Linked DNA regions of Sus scrofa: regions 1, 3 and 4 are each linked to region 2. The links are chromatin contacts, called in public HiChIP or PLAC-seq maps. All regions are on one chromosome and are shown on one strand. The core of a region is the stretch at or near the end of the contact, and the rest is flanking DNA. Distances in the headings are between cores, read along the strand shown. Region 1 overlaps SERTAD2 (SERTA domain-containing protein 2). Region 2 has its middle 100 kb from the start of SLC1A4. Region 3 overlaps SERTAD2 (SERTA domain-containing protein 2). Region 4 overlaps SERTAD2 (SERTA domain-containing protein 2).

Region 1 (4,591 bases), core at 1,300-3,799, 170 kb after region 2:
AGAACTTGGTACTTGCTGGAATATGGTGGGTTTACCAAGAGGAGGAGGCGAGGAAGAGGCCCAGGTGTCTGGCTTGGGAACTAGATGGATAATGATGCTTTTCACTGAAAAAGTGGGAGAGCAGCAGGTTTGAGGAGAGGTGTGAGAAGAGGATGAGTCCAGTTTTGAACATGTTGTATTTAAAAAACCTGTAAGACTTCTGGGGGCGAGGTGGAGTTAGGCATTTGAATTTGTAAATCTGAGTCACATTAAAGATCTGGGGTGACTTAGGAGGCATCAGTAGATAGCCCACAATTGATGTTTGGGGGTACAGGAGAGTGTACAGGGAGAGGATTTAAGTGAGCAGGTAAGGACAGCATCCTCAGGAATACCTAGAGGGAGAAGAGCCTTCAAAGAGACTGAGATTGAGTGGCCAGAGAGAAATGGACAGTGCAGTGTTTTTGGAAGCCTGGGGGAGAAAGCATTTACAAAGGAGGGAGTAGTAAGTAGTGTTCGATACTGCAGAGAGATCCGGAAAGCAAAGTTCTGAAAGGTTTCCATGGACTTAGTGACAAGGAGGCTGTGTTGCTGGCTGTGCCAAGTACCAATTGGATGGAGGGGTAGCTTGGAAATTTGTAGTGAATTGAGCAACAAATAGGAAGGAGAAGGTAAATGTAGACAACTGGTTAAGAATTTTGACTGCACAGAGGAGAGAAATGGTGGTACCTAAGAGACTACGGAGCCAAACAGTTTTCTGATTTCCTTTTTTGAAAATGGGATAGGCTTCAGTATCCTAAGATGTTGATGGGAAGGATCCAGAAAAGGGAAAGGAAGTAATTGATAGGTCCTGGTCTCCAGGGTGGCTGCGAACAAGAGCCCCAGAGGAGTTGGGATACAGAGAAAGTGCATGTGTAGGTGTTTGTCACATTGGGGTCCAATTAAGAGACTGTGAAGGCTTCTATTTCCTCTGTGAAGTAGAAGCAAGGTTTTCTGGTCTAAGGAGAGCTGTGGTGGAATGAGGGGTTTGAGAAAAAGTGCATAGCATTTGAAATAGCTACTGTGTGGAAAGAAGAGAGGCATCTGGCACAGTATGATGGTTTTGGACATGTGGAGTCTGAATTCAGAGGGACAGCCTGTGTGAGGTGAGGATCTGGAGCTGAGGTTTGAGTTCAAGATTAGACATGGAGATTGGGGATCAGTAGAAACCTTAAATGAAGGGTTGAGAGGAAAAAGAACCATTGGCAGAGCAAATGAAATCAGAGAAACAGACTCCAGACAAGGATTTTGAAGAATAACCATGGGAGAAATAGAAATACCCAGCAAGTATGATATCTTGGCGACTAAGGGTTTCAAGTAGAAAGCGTGACTTAATGAATAGAGTTAAGGTTGTAGACTCTAGTTCTTGACCCTGTAGAATCACCTGAGGAGCAAGTACCCAGCCCTCTGCCAACCCAGGACCAGTTAATTTGGAATCTGTGGGTGGGGCTTGGCATCAGCATCAGTATTTTCTTTGTACTTTTAATCTGTAGCCAGGGTTGAGAATCACTGCTAGAGAGAGTATGAAGACTGAGACGTGATTGGACTTGGCAACCAAGTCATCAGTGGCTGTTGAGAGAGCAGTTTCAGTAAAATGGCAAGACTAGATTCCAATCGGTAGCAGGAGGGGCTGCCTGAGGATACAGAGTTTTGTGATAAAAGTAAATGGAGGGAATTGCTGCCGCACAGCCCCCATCTTCTTATAAAATAAGTGTCGTTGTCAGCTACTAACTATGAAGGGGGTGTGGATCTATTTGGGGTTTTGTGCAGAGTGGGGAAAAAACTGAACAGATGCTCTGGGGAATATAAAAGACTGCATAGCCCCTGTAATGGCCTAGATGAGCATGAGTTGCATTCTGTAATTATCTGGCCTCTGTTACGGTTCTTGAAGTAACACATGCAGCACTGATAGATATCTGTGGAGTTGCGTCTAAGGTGGAAGATGTGTTTTGAAGTTAGCATGCAAGGCAAGAATTGCATTTGGTCAAAACTCCTCTCATAACCCCCTTTGCAAGGTACACAGTGGGGACTGACATTCTGTTTCCCCAGAGAGCTAGTTTTCCCTAGAAGCAGTGGAATAATCACTGTTTTTTTCTGCTGAACACCAGATGAAATAGTTGACTTGTATATAACTAGTGCCATATAAAAAAATGTCTCTTTACACTAAAACCACACTCAGCTTAATTAAATACTCTCATTAAGGAGAAGTACTTGGGTCATTAAGGAGGAGTACTTAAGTACTAAAATGGACTAAGGGCACAAAAGAATTAGTTGCCCATCTCTGTCCCTGGCATACAGTGAGTAAGTTGGGGACTTGCCTGTGCTACCTAAATTGTTATTTTTCAGTTTTCTTTTTTTAATTGAGCCCCTATAGTTGAATTTGCATAAAATAAATATGATGATGCAACTCACACCACTCTATTTTTATTTCTTGCTTGCCCAAAATTATCTTGAGTGAGTATAATACAGTGGTTAAGAGCATGGGCCCTGGCTCAGACCTGGGTTCACATCATGTCCCTGTCACTCACAGTATGTGCAACTTGGCCCTGTGGCTTAATCTCGCTTCTCCTCAGATTTCTCATCTATAAAGTCAGCATGAAAGTATTATCTGCCTCAAAGGTTTATTGTGAGAATAAGTCGATCCATGGAAATCAGTCAATACTCTTTGAAATTATTGTTGCTAGTTTTAGTAACAATGGCAGGGGCCGATTCATAAGTGTGATATGATATTAGACTACAACCTACCTCACAAGGTAAGATTTTTACTAGACCTTATTAGACGGTGACCCAGGAGATGATCTTCGCCTTTCAGGTTGAGGACCAGGTGAAACAGCTGCTGTCAAAGTTCAGACGTCCATGACTGAAAAGGGAAGCTGTCTTTATGACTTTCAGATAATCAAACCTGTCTCAAAAGGGTCTCTCTCAAATCTCAGAATTAAACAAATACAGATCTTCCTCAACTGATAATTCCTGATAAACCCACTGTAAGTTGAAAACATTGTTAAGTTTAATATGCATGTAATTCGTCTAACCTACTGAACATCGTAGCTTAGTCCAGCCTTCCTTCAGTGTGCTCATGGCACTTCCATCAGCCTACAGTTGGACAAAATCATCTAACACAAAGCTTCTTTTGTAGTACAGTGTTGAATATCTCCTGTAATTTATTGAATACTGTGCTGAAAGTGAAACAACAATGGTTGTGTGGGTCCAGGCTGGTTGTAATTGTAGTGGTTGTTTCCCCTTGATCACGTGGCTGATTGGGAGCTGTGACTCCCCTGCCCCAGCATCACCAGAGAGCATCATGCAACATGCATTGTTAGCCTAGGGAAAGGTCCAGATTCAACACTCGAAGTCCAATTTCTACTGAATGTATATTGCTTTCCTACCATCATAAAAATCGAAAAATCATTAAGTTGAACCATTGGAAGTCAGAGATTGTCTGTACACTGATCAACACACAAAATCATGGTCTTTGCACTAAGATAAATGGCCAATATATTGGGATGTAGCAGATTTCTAGAAATGTAAATTTTGTACAGTATCTCTACCAAAACCAACAATGCTATGTGTTAAACGTAGACTCTTTTACATGCAGTGATATGACGAGTTATCCGGATTTGGGGCCTTATGATTTTTTTTTTTTACAAAATTGGAGAGACATTTAGTTTCAAGGAGCATCCCTATTGAAAAGGAACAGTGAAGCTAAGTCTAATGTTGTGTTAATGAAATTAAAGAATGGCTAAAGGTGGAATGATAGAGAAATAAAAGAAGCTTCATTTTGATAAAATGGAGGGGAAAAATATACATCTAAGATTAGAGCATTTTTTGGTACTAGCTTGTTCATATAGTTAGATTTTGCAATGGTCCTTTCAAATTTGTAGTAATTATTGGCATAAATTCTTCATTACCACTTCTTTGAAGTGTATGTATCCTGTTTGCAGAAATTTTTTTTCAGAATAAAACCTGTAACTGATAAACATACCCACTTTTAGAGACTGTCTATTTGAAAAAAATAATACCAGATATTATTTGGCTCAGAATATAAATAACTAGGTTAAGCCTCTGAGCTCTTTGAAAAAATCTTACTGTACAATCTTATGAATTATATTTAGTTAAACACAGAGCTTTAAAGCACCTCAAAGAATTAAAAGTAGGAGTTCCCATTGTGGCTTAGGTTAAGAACCTGACACTGTCTCTCTGAGGCTTTGGGTTCAATCCATGGTCTAGCTCATTGGGTTTCGGATCTGGTGTTACCACAAGCTGCAGCGTAGGTCCTAGATGTGGCTTGGATGTGTTGTTGCTGTTGCTGTGGTTGTAGGGTAGGCCTTAGCTGCAGCTCCAATTCAACCCCTAGCCCAGGAACTTCCATGTACCACAAGTGCGGCTGTAAAAAGAAAAAAAAAATTTTAATAAGTTGAATAATATATGCCTTAGAACTTAAATTTAGCTTCGTTAGTTCCATGGCTCATAATATTAGAGTACTAGAATCATTTATGTCTTAGTCATATATAGCTAATACTTGCTGAGCTTTCTCTGTGTCAGGAACTGCTCTAAGTGCTTTTTTTAATTAATTCAA
Region 2 (4,709 bases), core at 2,153-4,652:
CCTTAGGCCATTCCCCAGGTGGTTGCGATCATCACTCAGGATAGGTGTCCTTAGAGGGAATTAACTGGGAAGAAAACTACCTGATCTGTTACTTGATTCTGGAAGTCTCTCCACATTGCCTCTTCACTGAGACTGAGGCATTCTGACCAGACTCCAGAGGAGCCCTAGGAAATGGAGATGCTGAGACCATTGTGGTGTTGTCCCCCTGCCCCCCAGGCAAGATTTATTGAACTATAATTGACATATAACATTGTGGAAGTTTAAGGTGTACAACATGTTACTTCGATTCTTTTATATCCACAATGATCACCATCAGAGCATTAGCTAATACCTCCATCACATCTAATAATTAGCATTTATTTTTTGTGGTGAGAACACTTAAGATCTATTCTCTCTTTTTTTGCTTCTTAGGGCCACACCCATGGCATAAGGAAGTTCCCAGGCTGGGAGCTGAATTGGAGCTACAGCTTCTGGCCTACACCACAGCCAGAGAAGCTCCAGATCCCAGCCTCATCTGTGACCTACACCACAGCTCACGGCAATGCTGGATCCTTAACTCACTGAGCGAGACCAGGGATTGAACCACACCCAGTCAGACTTGTGACAAACTATCACATCTCCCACCTGTTCTTCAAACGACTGGCTCATCTTTCCCTGGAATTGCCCCTTCCCTATTAAGATGGTATATAAGCTCTCAAATCTCATCTCCTTTCTGGGTATTCACTTTTTTCCCTGTGACACTCCTGCCCAAGTAATGTTAAAAATCAAGAAACGTATATACCGCTTGTCCTATTAATCTGCCTGTTGTAAGTTATTTCATAGACCCAGCTATGGACCTAGGCGGGTAGAGGGCCTTGGTGGGCTTTCCTCTCCCACATCCCCATCCAGTCATTCTTTCTTTCATCAAATATGTGTTGAGCACCTACTATGCCAACTCACATGCTGAGTATTAGAGATGCCACGTTGAAAATGGAACCTCAGTCAGGTTGTCTGAAGTTGAGGGAAGGAGCCAAACACTCACTCCTCAGCTGCAGGCAGAGCGCAGCCTGTTCCCCAGGATCTCAGTGGGCTGAGGAAGGGAGGGTGGTATGAATGACTAAGGATATTTCTGGGAAAAAGTATTCATCCATGGCAATTTCTCAGCACGTCTGGGAGGGACAACAAGGTTCTGTGTCCTGGGAGTGCCAGCATTTTTGAAGCACAGGCTCTTACATTCTTCATATTAAACTTTACATGCTTTGTGGGAGGCAGTGCTGTTGCCTCCATTTTACAGACGAAGAAACTGAAACTGAGAGATGAATCAGCTTGTCTAAGTCCCTCGGGAAGAAGAGCTGGAAACAAACCTGGAGTCTGACTTCAGAGCTCTTTTTGTAACAGCTCGTTGTCCCAGCTCTAGAGAGATGGGCTTCACTGAAAAAGCTGGTAAAAACTGCCAGGGCCGTTTCCCTAGCTTCTTAGTGGGGCACTGGAAAAAACAGCAGAGCTGGCACTGGGGACTGCCAGTGTCAGCAGCAGAGGGAGGGGGCTTTGGGCAGCTGTGGAAGATGGACGGTGTTGGTGGCCTCAGCAATCAAGGTGGGCAGGCAGTTGTCCCCTCATGGCACAAGAGCTGACGTTTTATCAGGTGCTTATGGTGTGCCAGACACTGCATAAGTACTTAACATGGATTGTTTAATATTTACAACAACTTCCATTTATATAGATTAGAAAACTGAGGTCCAGAAAGGTAAGGTAACTTTCCTGGGTCACACACACATCTGATAAATGTGGGTTTGAACCCAGGCACATTGACTGCTGGACTTGTGTGTTTCAGTGCTGAGCTATGCTGCCTGTCCTAGGGGCCAATAAGGGATTTAATACCTTGGAAGTGTTGACTTATTGGTAGTGTGTCCAAGGGAAAAGAGGGCTAGTATGGGGGTTGCAAAAATGACTACAATATTTTGCAGTGCCTTTCATCAGGAGTTAGAATCTGCTTCCCCATCTCTTGAGTCTGTCCCGGCCTGGTGACTCAATTAAACCAAGAGAATGTGGCAAAAGCAAGGGTGGCCTGTTCCCAGCTTAGACCTCAAGAAGCCTTGTGGCTTCTGCTCTCCCCATCCGGAACCCCACTGCTACAGCAAGAAGCCTGGGGTCGGCTCAACTGTTGGTCAGTGGTCCACTCGCCCTTTCACCCCAGCTGACAGTGTGCTAACCACCAGATGTGTGGGTGAGGCTATCCTAAACCATCCAGGGACCTGCCAGCTCACTATAGACACATACACAGGCCCAGCAGAGCCAGGCTAGAAACCGCCCAGCTGACCCACAGAGTGAGGAGCAAATAAATACATGTTTCTTTACTGGGTGGCTTGTTGTGTAGCAATAAATACAGCAGAAAATAGCTCAAAGAGAAGGAAGGTATGAAGCTGGAGGAACTCCCACCAGACAGTATGGATAGGTAGAAACCCTTCAGACAGGGAAAAGAGATTCAGAGGAAAAGAATGGGGGGCTGGGGGAGAACTGCCTGTTTTCTCAGAAACCCAGCACCCTCACCTCTTCCGCCTTCCATACTCTTCTGGGGAGAAACTCCAGCTAGAGAAGCTAAACCAGGAGTACTCTACTGCCCACGGGAAGGTGGCCACCTCTTGGCAGACATGCTGGTGTTGCATGTTGGGCAGAAAGAGGATCCAAGACAGTCCTGTGGACCTGGGATCCTGTGTGCCATGGATTGGCTCCAGCTGCTCTCACTGGAGTTCCCCCCATCCAGAAAATAAGCTGTGTGAACCTCAACTTAGGTAGCAGCTGTGAGGATGAGGAGAAGCTGGCCAAAGGGCAGAAGTATGTAGGATGTACAAGGAACTAGAATACTAGGGGCAAATTGAAAGAGAGGAAATGGCTACTGGGGATGGGGCAGCCTAAAATAACACTGCTGTTCAGAGTACAAAAGGATGCCCCCAGGAACTACTAACAGGGGGAAAAAGATTCTTTTTTTTAAAGAATTTAATAATACTTATTAATAATAAGTATTAATGTTTAATAATACATTTAATGATACTTATTAAATGTTACCGCCATACATAACGTATATACCATGGTTGAATCGTGTCTTTTGGTGGTGACCTTGGTGATTTTTTGACGGAGCCGGCCACCTGCCCTTGTTTTAGGGGTTACTCTCTTTCCAGGCATTTCAATTTTTAAAAGAATCAAAGCAGGCAGCCACTGAGAATGGAACCAGGATTTTTAGCCCCTTCATCAGGTTCTTGGCCTGGGTACTAGCCCCGGAACCACAAAAGGCATCTCCCAGGACCTTGGCGTCGCACAGTTTGAATTCCCTTCCTTCCAAGAAAGGTCCCGAGTTCCTCAGCCTCAGGGAAGCTGCTCTCCGCGCTCCCTCAGGAGACTGAGGGTGGGGACGGCCGGCCCCCCGAGAGCCCACCAGAGGGCGCTGCTCGGTCGCCGGGAGCGCCGTGTCCGCCTGGGCGTGTGGCCTGGTGTGGGCATTTTTGTGTCGTTTAAATGCCAGCATTGATTGCTCACTTCTTTCCCAAACATGTTTCTAATTTACCCGGTATCTTTTCTAAGTGAAAAACTTAAGAAAAAAAATGCATACTGAACTTTAGTTCCAGAAAGAGCAAAAGGGGTCTAACACCAAAAGCAGTTTTGTCCCGGAAACCTCTGGGACTGGAGTCAGGACAGCCAGCATGGGCTCACCAGATGCTACTCACCGGTTAGGACAGAGGCACGTGGAAAAAAGCACACCGAACCTCGGTCCTGCAAACGCCCTTGCTAGCAACCAACAAACCCGTAGCTTTTTGCTACAATAGACAGGTTCGTTTCGGCCAAGTTCAGGAGCTGGTGGCCGCGCGGGTCGGTGGAGGGTCCACCTATGGCCCTCAGCGGCCGGACAGCCCCAGCTTGCCGCCTGGCCCCTAGCGTCGTATGGCGCCGAGGGTCGGGGTGGGGTGGGGGTAGGGGTGGGACCAGGGGTGCGTGGTCGCGGAGGTGGGGATGGGGGGGCAATCGGGGCGCTCAGGGCAGCATTACCCGCACAGGGTGAAGGCAGGGATGCAGGGGCAGGATGACGAAGAGGAGCGCGGCAGAGGGAGGGAAAGTCCTGTCTGGTGGTGGTGGCGGGCACCATCCCTAGGGCTTGGATGGAAGCCTGACAGCCATAAATAGAAGTCATCCGCGAAGAGACCTAAAGACACGTTAGGCTGCTGGGAGTTCTCTAGGAGAGAAAGCTCCTAATCTCGGGGTGGGGGCTGGGGAGGGAAGCTGGCGGGGGCGGGGGGTGGTATCTGATTGACAGCTGGGTTCTCTTTTTTCAGACCAGGAAAAAAGGAAAAAAAAAAAAAAAAAAAAAAACCCTGTCCCCTGGGGAGATGTCTCAGTCACTTTTCTCCTGCAGGAAGCTGCTTCTTGTTGGAGCCTCCTGGGATTGGCAGAGTTAAAATCCTTTAACCCAGGATGCCTTGGGCCTTTTGTTCCGCTCTGACAATGGAATTGGGTGGAGGGGGCTGGGAAGGCAAGGAGCTGGGTCGGGGATATCCGTAGCTGGGGGTCTGCTGAAGCTGTGTTCAGTCACAGGGTGAAAAAAAGCAATTTCTTTGTTCGTGTGCGTGTGTGCGTGTGTGTTGGGGGGAAGGTGTAAGGAACACGGGGCACCAGCGCACTAACACGTGTACGAGTGCCTGCTGTGCAGCTCAACAAACCCTTAATTACCCAGGGAGATC
Region 3 (4,209 bases), core at 527-3,026, 200 kb after region 2:
TATAAGCTACTAGAGGAACCTGTGTACAGCTGGGGTAGGAGAGTGGCTAGCTGTTACTGCACTAAGAGCTGTAATTGATTGAAATTAACTAAAATTTACTGCAGTTTACCATATAAGTCTTGCCCTAAAAGTTGTAAGCCTTCCACAGACTCCAGAGTTCCAAAATAGTTACATCATTCAGATTCTGCCAGCGAGATTATTGTGTAGGTGAAGAGACTGATTGGTGGTGCTTCCTGCTCTGCCATCTTCCCAGAATCCTCTCCCCCTCATTCTGTTTTAAGAGAATTCTGGTTCTATTTGGGGTAGCTCTGTGCTAAGCTACCTTCTAGATGAGCTGGCTATGTTTTGGCTCTGTTCTTTTCTGTAAGATGTGGGTAGAGGTCCCTAGGGGAGAATATCCCTTCTTGAATAAAAAGACAAAGCCTCACAAAGCAAAGACTTCTGACTTTATTCTTACATAGAATGTAGATGAAATAGCTGGTGGATAGCAGCCTTCTTATGACCCTGAGTACCATGAGGATGTTTTTGAACCATCTTTGAAGTCCTGAGCTGCTAACCCCATACTTCAGATATTGTGAGAAAAAAATATATAAACTCTTAGTCATTTCAACCACTGTTAGTATTTTTCTTTTCTTTTCTTTTCTTTCTTTTTTTTTTTTTTTTTTTTTTGCCTCTTCTAGGGCCGTTCCTGTGGTATATGGAGATTCTCAGGCTAGGGGTCTAATCAGAGCTGTGGCCACTGGCCACAGCCACAGCCACAGCAACTCAGGATCCGAGCTGCGTCTACAACCTACACCACAGCTCATGGCAATGCCGGATCCTTAACCCACAGAAGCAAGGCCCGGGATTGAACCCGCCACCATCATGGTTCCTAGTCTGATTCGTTAACCTCTGCGCCACGATGGGAACTCCAGTTAGTATTTCTTTAGTCATTGTCAAATGTAAATCCTAATGTACCATTCAAGCTTATAATCCATCAAACAGGATAAAAGCATGGACCAGAGGAGATATTTGTATCTATGATGGGCACCAGTATTTTTCAGTTGGAGATCTGAGGCTCAGTTGCATAGAGGTATAATGGGTATTAAAGAAAGTGCGTACATCTACTCCTGATGATACTTAAAGCTTTCTACATTTTTTTGTGTATGTTTTTCATTTCTTTACATTGGCTTGCCAAACATTACTGGCATTTTTTTTTTTTTAAGGTGGAAAAAAAATGTATTGTAGGCCATTTACAGCAATGAAAGTAGGAAGAGATGTGCTGGCTGCTCCTGTTACTTATATTTTAAAGCCACTGAAGAAAGTAGCTCATTTTTCCTACTCTTTATTGTGCTTTGTTATGTACATATTTTCCCATCAGAATATAATTAAAGCAGAGGGATGAGGAGGAAGAAATTACAAATAATAATCCAGAGATCTTAACATCCTCTCAGTTCCTTTTTCCTTTTTTCTTTCTTTCTTTCTTTTTTCTTTTTTTCCTTTTTATGGCACATGGAAGTTCCCAGGCTAGCCTAGGGCCTGACACAGTGGATAGCCAGTAAACGTTTGTTAGACAAAGGGAAAAAAAGCTGGAGTTGGTTTTATATTGAATTGCAGAGACAGAGTTACATTTTGAATGCTAGTCATACAATGAGATTTATTCAAGAAAAATGCCTTTTTCTTGTACTCTGGTCTGACCTAATGCCTTAAATGAGTGGAGCACCATCTCATCTCCAGTGTATATCCCAGACCGGCACCTAAGATTCATCACAGTTGGCAGCCATGACCAGGCCTGCTGGGGAGGAGCAAGGGAGCTCTTCTTAGGCCAGTGGCCACTGGCACAGCATTGAATTTAATGTGCGTTATGTACTTCAGTAATCATTATAACAAAAATAACTACCTTTGTTTACTATTTTCAGGGGCTGTGCTAACATCTTTGCATACATAATCTCACTTAACCCACGTGATAACACCATGCCTCAGGTCCCAATTCTGTCTCCTTTTCACAGTTGAGAAAATTGAAGCTTAAGCAAGTTGCCTAAGGTCAGATCGCCAGCACATGGTCAAGCTGGAACTTGAAACCCTGTCTGTCTCAGGACTACTTGACTCCAGAGTTTGTGTTGTTAGGCATGTCGGAAAATCCTGACTATAGTTTGCTTAATTACATGTTCAATAATCTCAAAAAACTCTGTATTTTGTACTTTGGTTTCTCTGCAGAGAAGCAAAAGGTAATGGTATGAAAGTGGCCCCACTCAAAAGGAATACTTTTTTGAATTGTTAACATGGAAAAGATGGTTTCTGATGAAGGGTGCTTTATATAATCTTTTTTTGTTTACTTCAGTCATGGCAGGAGCTCTCCTCCAAGTGGGAGGGTGGGTCGGAGGTGGATGAGTATGCTTTGCGGGAGTTATAGCAACGCACAGTGGGAGCAGAAGAGCGTGAATGTACATTACGCAGAGTGCAGCTTCATGTCCAATGGGTATATCACTGAGCTGCGTGACTGTGGTAGCCAGATGAATCATGGCATTTTAAGCTCTGTGTGTGTCATCAATGTATGTGGGTTGAAATTACATGGAAGCATAGTAGTCCATAAGAAATATAAATAAAATACACCCTTGGGATAACTGCAGCATTTCATATAGCACCCAAATATTTATAAAAGCTATACATGTTGAGCTTTTTGTTTTTAGAGCTGATGCTTTTGTTTATTAGCTTAGACCATCTCAGCATTTTCTATTTATTTAAGTGTTTAAGATTCAGTCATAAAATCCCACTCCGAACTAAAGCCGTTTATGGAAACTCAGCCGGTGTGTGGGCATATTAAAAAGAAAAAGATAAGATATATTTTTAAAGGAGATGTTAAAATTTTGCTGCTTTATAAATAGGTAGATACACAGATAAATGGATCGATAGATCACCAGGATTAAAGTTCCCATCTGAATTGCTTTGGCAAAGACTCTTCATTAGATGGTTAAGTAAAGTGAATTTGAAGATTAAAAACTACATTGAGACTCTAGGCTTTGTGCTTGGTCATTGTGGCATCTTGAGAAAGTTTTCTTGGAACCTCAATTCCTCAAGTGTAAAGCTGAATAGTAGTAGCTGGCTCTTGGGGCTTTAGGGTGTGAGGAGCGAATAAGATGATGTCAATATGCTTTATAAAGTGTATAAATAAGTAATTATACAGATTTTTTTTTATTTTTTATTTTTATTTTTTTTTGTCTTTTTGTTGTTGTTATTGTTGTTGTTGTTGTTGTTGCTATTTCTTGGGCCGCTTCCGCGGCATATGAAGGTTCCCAGGCTAGGGGTTGAATCGGAGCTGTAGCCACCGGCCTACGCCAGAGCCACAGCAACGCGGGATCCGAGCCGCGTCTGCAACCTACACCACAGCTCACGGCAACGCCGGATCGTTAACCCACTGAGCAAGGGCAGGGAGCAAACCCGCAACCTCATGGTTCCTAGTCGGATTCGTTAACCACTGCGCCACGACGGGAACTCCCCAGTTATACAGATTTAAAGGTGTGGTATTTTTATCGGGTGCTCCATAGCCAGCAGATGGACCCATCCAACACCATCCTTCATCCATGAAGATGACAATGTCAATTTCAGCCTCTCAGATGACAGAGATTTATTGAGCTCTTACATTGTGTGAGAACTTCCTTCACATCAGCAGAACTCAGGTTAGATTTACAACAGCTCTGGTTTATACAGTGACATTATTTATATAGCATACAAGCATTCCGTGCATATGCACTTTATAGACATTTGAAGTTTCTCTTTAAGGACCCAAATTTGTTTAGTGTAAGCCTGTTCAATAAAAATCTTTCCCTGGGAGTTCCCATCGTGGCTCAGTGGTTAGTGGTTAATGAACCCGACTAGGAACCATGAGGATGTGGGTTCGATTCCTAGCCTTGTTCAGTGGGTTAAGGATCTGGTGTTGCCGTGAGCTGTGGTGTGGGTCACATACTCAACTTGGATCCCATGTTGCTGTGGTGTAGGCTGACAGCTACAGCTCTAATTGGACCCCTAGCCTAGGAACCTCCATCTGCTTCGGGTGTGGCCCTAAAAAGACAAAAAAAAAAAAAAAAAAAAACCCAAATTCACTGTATCATTGTTGTTGCTGTTGTTATTACATTTTTCTCACAGAGAGCATTGAGCATAATACTACCTTTTCTTCATGATTCAGGTTGTTGAGGTATTCTATTGGCATACCTCAGGCATACCGCCCTTTAG
Region 4 (4,711 bases), core at 945-3,444, 140 kb after region 2:
AGGGTGCATTTGTAATTGCTTTAAAGTGATCGTGTCAATTTGACCTCCAGAAAGGGTAACCGAAATAAAGTCCAAAAATAGTTGATTTCAGGAGTTCCCATTGTGGCGCAGTGGAAATGAATCCGACTAGGAACCAGGAGGTTGTAGGTTTGATCCCTGGCCTCACTCAGTGGGTTAAGGATCCGGCGTTGCCGTGAGCTGTGGTGTAGGTTGCAGACGCGGCTCAGATCCCGTGTTGCTCTGACTGTGGCCTAGGCCAGCTGGCAGCTGTAGCTCCAACTGGACCCCTAACCTGGGAACCTCCATGTGCCAAGGGTGTGGCCCTAAAAGGACAAAAAAAAAAAAAAAAAAAAAGTTGATTTTAGTGTTTAAGTAAGTTGTCCAGGGGAACATATTAAGTATGGGGATAGCTATCAGTTTGATTTCTCTTATTGCTCCTCTTGCTTATTGCCTTGACTGACAAGTTGACTGCTTTATGCACAGTTTTACCTCTTTTAAACTAAAAATAAAGTTTATGAGTGTTGTTCTGGCTCAGGGTGTGTGATGCTCTGCTTTAATCACTGCTCCATTCAGGCAGCACAGTTCCTATACATTTAAAACATCCCTGACATCCAGACTATTCACATTACTGTGTGCCACCGTTTTGCTGTCATTGTTTTGTAGCATCACTGACCTGTGTGATCAGGTGTCCTTCAGCACATGAAGAAATGAAGCTGACAACAGCCAACGGTATATCCAAATGTGTAATATATAAACTAAAACTACTCCAAGTCTTTCTGCAAAGTAGAAAGGCATCCCTTTTTAAGCCTTCACATTAAAGAAGGTGCCCAGGATGGCCCGTCAAGTTTCTTTATGTGTTTAAGAATATGTGGCCAATGTTACTTGCTGGAACCAGCCCTGGAAAAATTGAACTGGTGCCATGTATTTCATGCTACTGTTATGTCTAACTATAAAATGAAGGAAGTGCTAATAACACTTCCTACTTGTTTAGCACACTTTCCTCCCCAGCTTTCCAAGGAGTTGGCCAATATCAGGCAGGATTCTCAGCCCATGTGGCTATTATTTTCTAATTCCTGTAACATAACGTTGTGTGAGACTTCCACTCATTATCTTTTTTCTTATGTTCTCCTAAATTTTGGAAAGTAATATTTGCCATCATCATCCCCATTTCTCAGATGCTAAGAATAAGGCACATCTTGGTTCAGTAGTTGACCGAGAATTATACTACAATCATCCACAAGGCCAAAAAATAGAACCCAGGATTGTACCTCAGTTTCATTTTATTCTTGAGCAGTACTTTTTCTCCTTTTCAGATATACACTCTTACAACAGGACCAAAGAAAACACACTTCCAGGTTCCAAAAATATTTCCCACATCTCTTCTTCAGTGTTCCAACCTTAACGATTTAGACTAGATTTATTGTCTGAAGTAAAGTTTCAGTGCCAGTTGTAAACATGATCTGCTTCCCATATTATTCCTGATTTGACTGCTGTCCCAGAAGGTGATGGATAATTGAAGAGAGAGTATAATGAATGCATCTCCTATTTTCTTTTGGCCCTTCTAAATTTGATTTAATGTTAGATTGCTTTCTGCCAGGAAATTTCATGAATGGGCATATGTTAATAAGCCAGATTTTTTTTTTCTTTTATAGTAATAAACTTAACAAAATATCTCCCCAAAGTGGATTCGGTTAGAGTGTGTTAATACTTGAGTCAGTACTTCCTGAACTTATAGGAGGAAGCAACTCCAACTCTGCTGAAAAGGAAGTTGTTCCTTTAAAACTCAGTTGCTGCCATCTGAATATATCCTTTGAAATATATCTTCCACAATTCTTTTTGTTACTGAATGTTTGTAGAATGTGAGGAGGAGTCTGTAAGAAGTAGAAGGATCAATCGTTCTGCTTTAAAAATGCTTTTTAAAAAAATCTCAAGGTGAAGTTTCTGAGAGTGGCAGTTTTTTTTCCTCCTTCAGAGTAACAAAAGTGAAAGTTGCATTTTGATCCACTTTGCTTCGCCTTCTCAGTGACAACTCCAGGCGAGAAGCGTGTGCTGGTGCGCACGCACAAAGCTGTCTTCTTGTTTTGGTGCCCCGCATGTGAACCACTGCATGTCCACACATGCCACACATAAAGAGTCCATTCTTGCTCACACACAGCCAAAGGAGGCTGGCTGCTGCGGTCTTCTGCTGGGTGGAAATTGGCAGCCTCTCTTCTCCTGTAAACAACAGCCTGACGTCACCCCAGCAGCCGTGATAGTGGACCCACTTTAGAGATTCTCAATTGACAGGTCTGCTGAAGGCCTGTCACTGGCTTTGATCATCTTCACTCACACTTGAATAAACGCAGGGCAGAGAAATTGGTTGACGTCAGGAATACTGGCATAGCCCTTTAAAATGGTTTGTGAAGGACCTGACCTTGAATTTTCACATATAATCCTAACAAGACACCCGTGTCATGAGCAGAATGGTAGTTATTCCTATTTTAGAAATGAGCTCATGCAAGTCTAGAGAATTAAAAAGTAGCCCGTGATACAGTGGCTGCAATTCAGGCCTTCTAAAGAATATTGTGTCTCTCTTTTTCCTATTTTAAATAACTTCTTCGGTAATTGTTAATTGTTCTATTCTGCCACTTCCTCTCCCATCTAAAATGTGTGGGATGATGATTTATGAGTTCTTTCCCAGTCAAGACATCTGTGCATTAAAATCAGATACAGTCTTGTTGCACTTGGGAACTCCCAGACAATACGTTAACCCACTCCCTCGCCTCAGAGAGATCCTTTTGAGAAATCTAGCATAACTCTGCACTCACCAGCCTAATTGGAAAGATTTATTAACAAGATGATCCTGTTCTTTATTTGGCCTCTGAAAGCTACATAAAATGAGAGGATGGATGATCCTAATTCTTTTGTGTCGTTAACAGGAAGAGACAAAACCAACATGAAGGGGTCGTTCAACTAGTTCGAAATTAGAATTTTATTGGGAAGGAGGGGAGGGTTGAGCTACTGGCTAAAATATAACTTATTTGTTGTATAAATAGTTGTCTTTCTCACGTGAAAAAGAACAATGACCTTTCATGATTTATAGTCGTTTGGGAATACTTCAGGTTGTAGATGATTCTGGGTTTTCTGTTTTTGCCTCTGAGTCGGTTTTTCAACGTGACATTGAAGAATAGGCAGGAAGAGGGTTTAGATGTGTGGGGACCATCCACGGTAAATTAGTCGGACGTTAACTTTTCTGCCGAATGCCACAACTTGAGCCAGCTCCCCTGATTGTGATGTGTATGTTTAGGGAATGCAAACTAATGTTGATTTTAGTTTACCCCTGACAGAAAATGTGATTAAATCCTATGTGTTAAGGCAAATATCATAAAAAAAAGGCCTTCTAAAATTGCACTTTGGTACATAGTAGGCCCTCAAAAAGGCCTTTTAAATGAAACTCTGATAATCAGAAAATAACTCTGTTCATCAACCTTAATAAGCTAGCATCTGTATAAGTGGTTGACTAAAGTATACCCGAGGAAACAAAGTACCTTGGCGGTGAAAGAAACATTTTATTCCATACCTTAAAATGAACCAGGAGAGTTGTTTATTTTACTTCTTATTTCACTCGATGGAAAAAAGTAGTTTTGCCTTTAAAAGACGGTACTGCTGGTTTTCAGAATTATAGCAGGTTGAAGGACTAGGGGGCAGTGCGTCAAATCTACTTTAACAAAGGAACAGGTCACTGCCTCACGACTCTCTAGCTTCTCTCTTGCTTCTTTCTGTCTGTGACAAAGAATAAGTAAGAGCTGCCAGTCAGAGCCCCTCATTTCTGTGGGAGCAGTGAAGTCTCAAGGTCTGGGTGTGCTGGGGTGGGGTGGGGTGGAGGGGCCCATGCAGCGTGCGCGGTCCGGGGCTTCCCCAGTGCAGCTCTTGGGGGAGGCCCGTGCCCACCACTTACAGGAATAGCTGCGGGGGATGTGCCCAGCCCGGCTGGAACTTCAAAAACTGGTGCCTAAAGTGTCCCAGTCTATCACTTAACAACATGGAGTTTCTCGTCGCTGCGAGAGGCTGTTTGTAATTGTAAACACATAGTAGTAAGGGCAGAGGACAGATGTTAGATAAGTGAAGTCAGTGGGAGAGCAGTGGGAGAGCCAAGCTGGCCTTAGATTTTTAACTCTTTAAGTAATTGCCTTGCAGTCTGTTCCACAGTGGATATAATAGGGGCAGAAAACAAGGTGGAATTTGAATTTTAACCCTTCTTAATAGCACTAGCTATTTATTTGAGCATTTCGGAGTGATACCACCTGGATTTGTATGGTGCGTTGCGGTTCTGAAGTGCTCTCAGCATTACTTTATTGAACACCCGCAGCTGTAACTGTCTTCTGAAGAACTGCTCTTCCCCTTTATAAATGAGAGAAACAGAATTCTGAGAGGTTCCGATTGGTTGAAGGGCATCCAGCCGAGTACACAGTGCTAGAGCTTCGACTGGAATCCATGTCTTTTGACTCCAGTATCACTGAGGTGGGAACAAGCTCCTTGATAACACCCAGCTTCACCGTCTTCCCACCTCTGGCTCTAGCATCTGCACAGAAAACCACAGTCAGCAAACTGAGCTTAAGTGACCAATTCCTGTGGTTCTCAGTAAGAACGTATATATCAACAAAGGGCGGCTTCTTGATTGACTTCCAAGTTAATGATCCAATAAAAAAAGGGAGAGCCTTGTTATTTCTTA

Evidence for each region. HiChIP or PLAC-seq counts read pairs in DNA pulled down with a chosen protein or histone mark.
Region 1: an H3K27ac HiChIP or PLAC-seq map of skeletal muscle shows a contact between it and region 2, with 2.7 times the contacts expected there. The contact joins two enhancer-like sites. A contact is called at or near these places in 2 of 2 datasets of contacts at active chromatin or transcription factors (alveolar macrophages and skeletal muscle).
Region 3: a contact with region 2 is called in an H3K27ac HiChIP or PLAC-seq map of skeletal muscle. The contact joins two enhancer-like sites. A contact is called at or near these places in 2 of 2 datasets of contacts at active chromatin or transcription factors (alveolar macrophages and skeletal muscle).
Region 4: an H3K27ac HiChIP or PLAC-seq map of skeletal muscle shows a contact between it and region 2. The contact joins two enhancer-like sites. A contact is called at or near these places in 1 of 47 Hi-C or Micro-C datasets (fibroblasts) and 2 of 2 datasets of contacts at active chromatin or transcription factors (alveolar macrophages and skeletal muscle).

The regions. Positions count from the first base shown.
Region 1 is chr3:77,236,587-77,241,177 of Sscrofa11.1, forward strand. The region is part of intron 1 of SERTAD2 (SERTA domain-containing protein 2); the gene reads left to right. Among named protein-coding and RNA genes, the nearest start is that of SERTAD2, 46 kb to the left of the region's middle. Within about 2 kb of position 2,550, at least 1 of the 83 cell types and tissues checked has an H3K27ac peak or open chromatin away from gene starts, as enhancers often do. A contact at or near this core is called in skeletal muscle, where this site is marked.
Region 2 is chr3:77,068,164-77,072,872 of Sscrofa11.1, forward strand. No RefSeq gene overlaps it. Among named protein-coding and RNA genes, the nearest start is that of SLC1A4, 100 kb to the left of the region's middle. Within about 2 kb of position 3,403, at least 41 of the 83 cell types and tissues checked have an H3K27ac peak or open chromatin away from gene starts, as enhancers often do. A contact at or near this core is called in alveolar macrophages and skeletal muscle, where this site is marked.
Region 3 is chr3:77,270,860-77,275,068 of Sscrofa11.1, forward strand. All of the region lies in intron 1 of SERTAD2 (SERTA domain-containing protein 2), which reads left to right. Among named protein-coding and RNA genes, the nearest start is that of SERTAD2, 80 kb to the left of the region's middle. Within about 2 kb of position 1,777, at least 1 of the 83 cell types and tissues checked has an H3K27ac peak or open chromatin away from gene starts, as enhancers often do. A contact at or near this core is called in skeletal muscle, where this site is marked.
Region 4 is chr3:77,213,432-77,218,142 of Sscrofa11.1, forward strand. The region is part of intron 1 of SERTAD2 (SERTA domain-containing protein 2); the gene reads left to right. Among named protein-coding and RNA genes, the nearest start is that of SERTAD2, 23 kb to the left of the region's middle. Within about 2 kb of position 2,195, at least 51 of the 83 cell types and tissues checked have an H3K27ac peak or open chromatin away from gene starts, as enhancers often do. A contact at or near this core is called in alveolar macrophages and skeletal muscle, where this site is marked.